Linked DNA regions of Mus musculus: all the other regions are linked to region 3. The links are chromatin contacts, called in public HiChIP or PLAC-seq and promoter capture Hi-C maps. All regions are on one chromosome and are shown on one strand. The core of a region is the stretch at or near the end of the contact, and the rest is flanking DNA. Distances in the headings are between cores, read along the strand shown.

The links. HiChIP or PLAC-seq counts read pairs in DNA pulled down with a chosen protein or histone mark. Capture Hi-C pulls out chosen DNA fragments and counts their contacts.
Region 1: a contact with region 3 is called in an H3K27ac HiChIP or PLAC-seq map of heart atrium, with 12 read pairs. The contact joins the promoter of Omd here to the enhancer-like site in region 3. A contact is called at or near these places in 7 of 39 promoter capture datasets (the C10 cell line, the HPC-7 cell line, cranial neural crest and 4 more), 4 of 484 Hi-C or Micro-C datasets (the C2C12 cell line, liver, nephron progenitors and 1 more), 3 of 115 datasets of contacts at active chromatin or transcription factors (the NIH/3T3 cell line, embryonic fibroblasts and heart atrium) and 3 of 9 other capture datasets (adipose tissue, liver and pancreatic islet).
Region 2: a promoter capture Hi-C map of adipose tissue shows a contact between it and region 3. The contact joins two enhancer-like sites. A contact is called at or near these places in 1 of 15 datasets of contacts at CTCF or cohesin (CD8 T cells) and 2 of 9 other capture datasets (adipose tissue and pancreatic islet).

Annotation. Positions count from the first base shown.
Region 1 is chr13:49,581,198-49,584,168 of GRCm38.p6, forward strand. It overlaps Omd (osteomodulin), which reads left to right and starts at 1,265. Exons shown (of 3, transcript NM_001360708.1): 1 at 1,265-1,616. All of the region lies in intron 5 of Cenpp (centromere protein P), which reads right to left.
Region 2 is chr13:49,379,882-49,382,837 of GRCm38.p6, forward strand. Bicd2 (BICD cargo adaptor 2) reads left to right here. Exons shown (of 7, transcript NM_001039179.2): 5 at 1-152; 6 at 690-841. Among named protein-coding and RNA genes, the nearest start is that of Bicd2, 40 kb to the left of the region's middle. Within about 2 kb of position 1,455, at least 74 of the 459 cell types and tissues checked have an H3K27ac peak or open chromatin away from gene starts, as enhancers often do. A contact at or near this core is called in adipose tissue, where this site is marked.
Region 3 is chr13:49,478,747-49,481,912 of GRCm38.p6, forward strand. All of the region lies in intron 5 of Cenpp (centromere protein P), which reads right to left. Among named protein-coding and RNA genes, the nearest start is that of Ecm2, 24 kb to the right of the region's middle. Within about 2 kb of position 1,480, at least 112 of the 459 cell types and tissues checked have an H3K27ac peak or open chromatin away from gene starts, as enhancers often do. A contact at or near this core is called in adipose tissue, heart atrium, liver and 2 more, where this site is marked.

The DNA.
Region 1 (2,971 bases), core at 15-2,514, 100 kb after region 3:
CTTTAAATTTTCTAGAAACACTTTTGTTTGGGGAACAGGGGTTCTTTGTGTAGGTCTGGTCATCCTGATGACCAGGCTGTTCTGGAACTCAAAGATCTGCTTGCCTCTACTATCCAAGTGCTGGGATTAAAGGTGTGCATCACCACTTCTGGTTCTAGACTTTCAAAAAATGTGCTCTAGTATTAGTGATATATTTTCCTACCTAATCTAGAAACAAGAACAACAGAATCACTATTTTAAGACCACAACATACAATTAATAAAGAATTATATTTAAAAATTAAGTGGCTGATTTTAACTTAATCTTTTAAAAGAACTATAAGGGGACTAAAACAATGCTTGAGAAAAACATACAGATTTGTTCTTCTCCCGAGTGTGAAAGCCTGAGGTTTAAGAACAAAGACAGTAATAGGAAACATATGGAAAAGATCGGTAACTAAATGGAATCTTGGCCCAAGTGCGGTCTGCCACATTTCACATACCAATGTCTCGAGTAATAGACTAGATGTTTACAATGTTGCCAAAGCACCGTTGAAATACTATATACTTTTCTTAAATCTGAAACATTAAAATAAATCCTCTAGGTTACTTATAAAGTCTAATAGAAAACACTGTTTTGAAGAACCAAAACTTCTCAAGCTTGAAAGAATGTCTTTCCAAAAAACTCAACAGCTGATGCCAAGAGACACAGCTAACTCTGTTTAACTATGAAAACATTAGCACAAAAATGTAGCCTTGCAGTAAGCAGGCTTGCTAGCTGCAACTCTTAAGGAGGGCTCCTTCAGCAAATGAAGAAAGTTTCTAAATCCATACAATAAAAGGTAGAAGAAGTGACTGAGCAGCAGAGGCTTTTATTCGATCCCACTTAAAGACAAAGTGGACTATAAAATTATTTTGTGTACTGAGCCGAAAGGCAAGGCACTAGCATACATAGCTGAGGGAATTCATTTCTCTTTAAAAGTTATTAGTAGTCTTTATAAGTGGGAAAGCTGTGCCTTTAATCTGTGAAACCAATGCACTCTACTGCATTCTCAAAGTAAACTAGATGTGAAATGCTGTATGTTTCCACTTCTGATTCTTAGTCAAGAGTCAAAGGAAAGCACTGATGTGAATGCAAGCCTCTGTCAACCCAGGAACCGGATACAATTTTGAATTCCACCTTAAATTGCTGAGACACTGGGCTCCAGGTCACAGTGGACTTTAATCTGAAGAATTCTTTGGCATAAAAATGAAAATAAAAACAGTAATCAGTACATGTTGTTTCATTTAGTCTTGTTTGCCTTTCATATTAAGAGAAAATTCTTGCCACACCTCAAACCAAAATTAAGGAGAAAAGAAAGAAGTTAGCCACATAAATCTGACCAAGAGCACAAACATCTTACTTTGAATCCACAAAATTCTGTATAATGAAAAGAAGTACAAAATTTTAATTCAACCCAAGTGTTTTCCAAGCAGATTGTATTTACTTAAATTGCTCCAGTAATTCAAAGGACAGCCCTGTCTGCACACTGAGTTACTGTGGATTTTTAAGAAACTTCGCTAAAGAATTTAGGCATTTCTGATTCAGTTAAAGGATTGCCAATTCATCAGTCCCTGAAACTAGAGCAATCTCAACAGGTATGATGATAAAGTAATTTTCAACTCTTAAAGTATGTATTCTTACTGTTACAAAAGTGTCTTAGGGTTGCTAAATATTAAATTAGACTGCACTTATCATAAAAGCGCAATCGGGGAAGCAAAATCTGACTAAAAATTAAATTAAAATTTCGATTAAGCAAAATGTTTAAGCAAAAAGACCAGCAAGGTGAGTTTAAATTTCTGATTTAAAATGACTCAATAAGCAATATTTGTTTAGATTATTTTTAAAATAAAACTGGACAAAGGGAAAGAATCTTCGGTTAAAGGAATCAATTTCTCTTTAGTTTCTTGGGTTTGTTTTTCTGCTCTTAATTTTAAATGACAAAAAATTTGCTAAACAATTTTGCTAAAAAAAAATGCTTTGTTGTAATTTTTTCTACTGGGCAAATTTCTGATTTAGAATGTTTGTTTTCATTTGTATCATTCCCAAGACAGGAACATTTTGTCTGGTTATTAAAGGATTCTTAAGTTTAAGTTAATTACGATTTAAATGTATTGTGTATGTATGTATGTATGTATGTATGTATGTATGTATGTACGTATGTATGTATGCATGTATGTATTATTTTAACTGAGACACACTTTTTTTAAAGAGCAAAAGACTAAATTTAAAGTTGTCTTAGACAAGAATTAACAGGTACAGATGATCTTTATATCCTGGCTTCTATGGCCTATCAGTAAAACGGTTAAGAGCTTTAAAACAGTGACATGCTACAATGCTTTTACCTTTAAGTTTCCAGAACTAAGTAAATTATAACACTTTTATTAATTTGGATTAGGACCTACATTCATTTAAAAACATGAGTGTTTTTCTTCAAGTAAGAGAAATGTTATGATAAAGAAACTCTTATTGTGTTATTTGCAAAATTCATATTAATGGATAATTTCTTAAATTTTACATTGTTGCTTTGCTTTATTTTTTCTTCATCTCTCATATTTCTAATAGACAATATAAGTAAGAAATATCACATATTGTTATATAGAAATAAGTACAAAAGATAACAGCTAAGTTCTCTAACTTTTAACCATCTAAAGAAACCAGCATGGTGAATGCCTAGAGAAATAAACATTAACAGAGAAAGGCACTGCTAACAAGCCATAACCTGTGACTTAAGTCACTCATTCCATAGATCTTTGACTGCTTAGAGCAAGTGCACTGCACTGAGGCTTTGTTAAAACCTAGAGACTGGGAAATGAGATGACTCACAGTGAGTTACTCTGATGGTCTCTGAGTTATATTACAAAGAACAGGGCAGAAATTGTAGAATATGGAAGCAAAAGTAACCAAATATGCTCAGCAATGACTAAGAAGAGACTCACTGGGTAAAATGAAT
Region 2 (2,956 bases), core at 205-2,704, 99 kb before region 3:
CCCGGCAGCGGATTGCCTCGCAGGAGCTGGGCCCTGCTGTGGACAAGGACAAGGAAGCACTCATGGAGGAGATCCTCAAGCTGAAGTCCCTGCTGAGTACCAAGCGGGAGCAGATCACCACACTGCGCACCGTGCTCAAGGCCAACAAGCAGGTGAGAGGAGTGGGAGGGGGCGCTGCCACCAGAGCCTGCTGGGGGGCGCTGCCTCCAGAGCCTGCTGTTGGGAGGGATCACTGCCCACTGCTGCCACAGCCCCTAGGCCTGTGCCATCACCTTGTTGCTGCTGTCTCCTTCCTCAGGGCTTCCAGCCAGGGGATGGAGTGAGTGTGGGGATTAGAGGGTGCTTTAGCCAGAGCTTTTCAGTCATTAAGTACTGCTGCTTCTGTCCACCTTACAGTTGCTCACGCTGTGGTAACAGAGAGCAGTGGTCTGAGTGCCCTGTGGGTTCTCCAGGACAGAGTCTATGGTGCATCATTCTTCCTTGCTAATCAGGGTTGAAGCTAGGACTTACTGAGGCAAACTGGCATGCCAGGAGCATGGCTAGCATTTTGTCCCGACAGCTGCATGAGAAAAAATTTTTTTCAGAGAATTTTTCATGGTCAGCAGTTCCACCTTGGGCCCAGGGTTTCCACCTTGAACACAGGGCCTTACACCCTTCACCACCCCACTTTCTACTTCTCTGTCCCCCAGACAGCTGAGGTGGCCCTGGCCAACCTGAAGAGCAAGTATGAGAACGAGAAGGCCATGGTGACCGAGACCATGATGAAGCTACGGAACGAGCTCAAGGCCCTCAAGGAAGACGCAGCCACCTTCTCCTCCCTGCGTGCCATGTTTGCCACCAGGTACCTGCTACACTGTGATACTCTCCCTTCTGCAGCCTCTCTTCCCTGGAGCTACCTGTTAGCCTTACCCACAGCCTCCAGCCTCATTCCAGAGTCCCACAGGCCTGTTGGTTCAGCACTGTAGTAGCCCTGCCAGGCCCCCAACACAGCTCAAGGTTTGGAGACTACAGCCCAGTCCCAGCATGTGTGTGGGGCTGCCCTTCTCGACTGAGGAGGAGGAAAGTTTATGCGGTCCCAGGGCCCTCAGGTGGCTGCTCCCCAGCCTCCCGTGCCTCTTGTAGGCAGTGCCATTTTGGTAGACATTCAGCAGAGGTGTGCATCCATTTCCCTGTTCCCATTTCCCTCTTCATGACCCTGGATGCTCCATTTCCTGTGCTTTGAGCATAGGAGTCCTAGAAGCAAAGGGCTAAGGGAGTGAGCTCAGGGGATGGGGAGTACAGTTTTGAGGTCTAGTTACCAGTGGTGACAGATGCGGCCCAGACTAGTTTGTTATTCCTCTCCTGTAGTGTAGTCAGGGCTCCAACGCAGCCAGTTTGCCATCCATTCCCAGCCTTCCTGTCAGGGATGGGCAAGCGAGCTTTAGGCCTGGGGTTATGCAGTTTCCTTCCTCTCCCCTGGGGGTTCTTCCTGTGGCCTGGGAAAGAGCAGTCTTAAAGGGTGGAAAACAAGGCCCCTGCCTATCACCCTCCAAAGACAGGTGGTGCCACCTGCTGCTCAGTGTTGGAATGACAGTGTGGGGATGGCAAGGCTGAGCACCGAAACTGGGTCAGCTGGCTGTTTCCTGTAAAGTGTGAAGAAGCTGAGACAGGATGGGCCAGGACCTGTTTCCCTCCCTCCAGCCCCAGTCTCTTAGCATCCCTGCAGGTAGGTCCTGCCAAGGCAGGCACAAGCAGAAGAGTCCAGCATTTCTCTGGACATTTCCTACCAGATCTTAGGGGAAGAAAAACATTTTTTTGAGACAGGTCTCACTATGTAGCCCAGGAACTTGCTATGTGGATCAGGCTGGCCTAGAACTCATGGAACTCTTCTTCCCTCTGCAGCCCACCCCCACTCCCACCCCAAACCCTACCCCACCCTACCCCCTTGGTGGGATTAGGAAAGAATTCTTGTAATTCCTCAGCATCTTGTACAAATCATAACCTTTGAAGTTTGTTCTGTTTATAAAGACCTGACTTTTCTGGTGAATCCGGGATTTCAAACATATGAGGAAGACAGTATGTAGTCTCTGAGGGGAGCTCTTAGGCACCAGCAGGGTGTGGGTAAAGCAGAGCCATGGGTAGCAGAAGGGCAGTGCTTAGAGCCCATGTGTCCACCACCACCTCTAGAGACACTTGCCCAGTGTCTTAAGATTCCACCAGACCCAAACTAGGCAGGTGTGCCGGTGTCACCCAGGGAACCTTGGCCAGGCTCTCTCCCTCCACTCGATGGGGGTGGGGCATGCTGCATCACAGCAGGTGGAGGCTTGGGTGCTCTGATTGTCACTCAGCAAAGGCTTACTAACCACCAGCTACGGTTTGCAGTAGGATCAAGCTCAGTCCTCTCTCAGTTTACACCCAGATCCTGGGAGCTAGTGATGTCCCAGTATCTGAGATACCTTTTTGTTCTTAAAGTGGGAGAGAGCTTACTGGAAGAAAGTCAAATGGATGAGCGCCAAGCCTTGCTTATCAGAACCACTTCAAGCCTGCAAACAAATACCCCCATGTCTTAGGGTTGCTGTAATGAAATACCATGGCCCAAAACTACTTGGGGAGTGTATTTTACCTGATAGCTTCTAGTTAATCAGCTAGGGAAGTTAGGGCAGGAGCCGGTGCAGAGGCCATGGAGGGGTGCTGCTTACTTGCATGCTCCTCGTGGCTTGCTCAGCCTGCTTTCTAACAACACCCAGGACCCAGGCATGGCCCCACCATGGTGAGCTGGGCCTTCCCACATCACTAATTAAGAGAATGTATCACTGGCTTACCCAAAGACCAATCTGGCAGAGGTATTTTCTCAATTGAGGTACCCTCTTCCCAAATGACTATAGTCTCTATGTCAGGCTAACATAGAAAGTAGCCAGCACTCCCCAAGCCTTCTGCCCTCTCTCCCTGCAAAGAAACAAATGCAGTACCACTGAGT
Region 3 (3,166 bases), core at 230-2,729:
TAGCCCCTGCCCCGCAGGCAACAGAGTTCAGACTCCCTGCCTCTGAAACTGAAAAGTTGGCACAGGGAGATGATATAGGTACTAAGTGACTGGTAGGAGGGTTGCTCCGTCCTCAGTGACCAGGTATCATCTCTACAGCTTTAGCTCTACCATGAGCTACAGGGAACCCATCAAATTCCTTTTCTACATAAGCTAATATAAACCGATTGCCTACCATCTGTGTTGCTCTGAAAAAGTCTTACTAAAAAACACAAATGAAGAAACCACTTGAGTAAACTGACAGTGACTTTGGCAAACTATCAGCCAACAGTTATCTACCCCATGAATCATTAATTCCAAACCCAAACTGTACCCGTCCTCACACACTCACAGCAATACTATTGATTACAGCTGGAACTGAGCGGGCCTAGGAATAGGATGGTAGATCCTCTGTGGAGTCCATACAGTGATTCGATGAAAGATTTGTGATCATATACACATCACTCCCACAGCCTGTTGTACCCATGAAGGTCTACATGAGGCTGGGCTCTCCACCAGCCAGCAGAGTACTTGTCTAGAAGCAAGGACTGGGAAGAGGACAGGGTTTCTGGAGACGGTTCCACTTCCTGATTTGGGTGGTGGTTATAATACAAACTCCTTTTGTGAAGAATTATTAAACTGTATTTATGATATATGCCCTCTTCTTTGTCTTATTTTACCAAAATTAAAAAGACAAAAGACAGCATGTGTGACTTCTTGATGAAAAAAGCAGACAATGAGTAAAGGAATTTATAACGACAGGCTTGTGATGTGAGCCAAGAACTTCTTGTTCTTCACAGCTGCCGTTCCTTGTCAGCCTTTCAAGGTGCTGAGGGTCTGGGACACTGTGTTATAGGAGCAGGCACCACGCCATCTGCGCTGTGATTAACAGAGGTGGATTTGTTGTTCAGTAAGTTTTATACATGAGCTATAGTTTATATACATGAGTTCTGATTGTGCTCTGAATGATGTTTTTGGGCCCTTTCCATTCTTTTGGGATTTAAATATATAAAAAGAAGTTATCTGAAGGTATGGAGCCCACCTTTTGGCCCATTTACACACAACATTAAGTGCTCCGTATTTCTTTATCCTGAGTTATGGCCACATGCTTTAGTTCAATTGGAGTTGCATTGCATTTTGACATAAATGGGAAAGAGCTACAGCTTAGACATCTTTGTTACATAAAGATTTTAGTTGTAGACATTTGTTTTAAATATTTTTTAGCTTCTATTTGTCTTTTGAAACTTTTCTCCATTAAATAATTCAGCTTGGGTCAATTAAAAGGAAATAATATATTAAAAATAATTCAGTTAGAATGTAGGGTTAAATAAACTTGTAGTAACGCAGAAATTTCCAGAAGTCAAGGCTGACCAAAGAAACTGAAAAGGACTGTAGAGTACTTAGCTCTATTTGGAAACACACAGATGAGGGCTGGGCAGGATAAGGGCCCTGGAGGCCAGGAGGCTTGCATAACAACCACTGTTTATGCAGCCTTGGCCAGCAGCAGCAATGGAAACAGGAGAGTGTGTGCCAAGACAGTCAAGCTGCTGGGTTTGTTTTTTTTTTCTTTTCCCCTTAAAGACCGATTTTAATTTTTTTTTATAAAGTTATACTTCAGTTGCAAATAAATTGGGAACCTATAATGTTTTTAAAAATCAAACATCTTTAACACAATGTTTGTTTACATATTTGTAACAGGGAGAAGACTCCTTATTTACAAGTTCTGAATACTGAGTAGACATATTTTACTGCTTTTTACCATACAGGAAAATACACAGTGGAGAAACTAAAGTTGGAGTCTGAAAACAAGACTCTAGAACAAGTAGTTACACACCTCCTCAGAACGCCCAGTCACTACCTGAAGTTCTCCCAGGGGTATCTGCACACAGATTTGGGTCTTTTCTGCCCTACAGAGTGAGATAATGATGTTCTCATAGCGTGTATGTTAACAGATGGCCGTGAGAAATCATTACCTAATTACAGCAGTGCAGGGCTACAGCGCAGCAAGGACTCCTGAGGAGCTGGCCTGCACATTGTAGAGAAAGAATCTGCTCACTTGTTGGGAATGCAGAGGCGGGAGCAGGGGTTGGGGTGGTGATACCAGATGGTTTGTGTTTATCAGATTAAATATACTATTTAAAACTTATTAATACCCCACAATTAAAAGCTAGTAGCCACCCAGACATGGCGGCACATGCCTGTAATTCTAGAACTTGGGAGGCTAAGATGGAGGATCATTGCGAGACTGTTCTACACAGTGAATTCCAGGACAGCTAGAGCTATAAAGTGAGCGAGACTCTTAGAAAGCCCAAATAAAGACAGAATAGAAACCTGAAAAGCTTTTTAAAAAATCTGAATGTGTAGTGTAGTTCTTTTTTGTTTTTCTCTCTTTCTTGAGACAGAATCTCACTTTGTAGCCACAGCTGTCCTGTAGCTCAGAGATCCAGTGGCTTCTGGCTCCTGAGTGTTGGGACTCAATGTGTAGCCATCAGGCCTAGCTACATGTGGTCCTTTTCAATTTGGAGTATAACAAGATGCAATAAAACAAAGCAGCTAAGACAGGCATTCAATCTGAGATATCATAAACAGCCAGAAATTTAAAAAAAAATTAGGTCTATGTGACACTTAATCTGAAACCTTTACAAGTACAAGTACTTAGACTATTAGGATACCTGATAGAAAAGGCAGACAGTAACATGAGGGGAGAATGTAGAAAACGTGGGCTATTTTGTAAAACCATTTACAAGTTTCCTTTTACCCTTTTTAAAGCATACTATGCATTTTGAAATGATACATTCATATAGTAAACAGAATGAAAATAATTCCCTTACATTTTCACAGGAAGGTAAGCCATTTCATTTACTCATAGCTGCATACAGGGCCATTTTCCATGGCTTCACAGTCGGAATGTGTTATCTGCAGTGAGGTGTATCACTAAATCTGAGTCACACCCTGGCACTTATTCCAGGGTAGGATAGCTCTTCACTCTCCTCTTTAATGTGAGTTACCACTTGCTTTATCTATTTTATTTCTCACTTGCCCTGTGCCCCTCTTCAGAGACAATGTTCCATCATCTGAATCTTGGACTGGGAAGACTGAGCTGTTGGTGGTGCTGGACTTAGTAACAATCCTCTCTTATGCTTTTCCC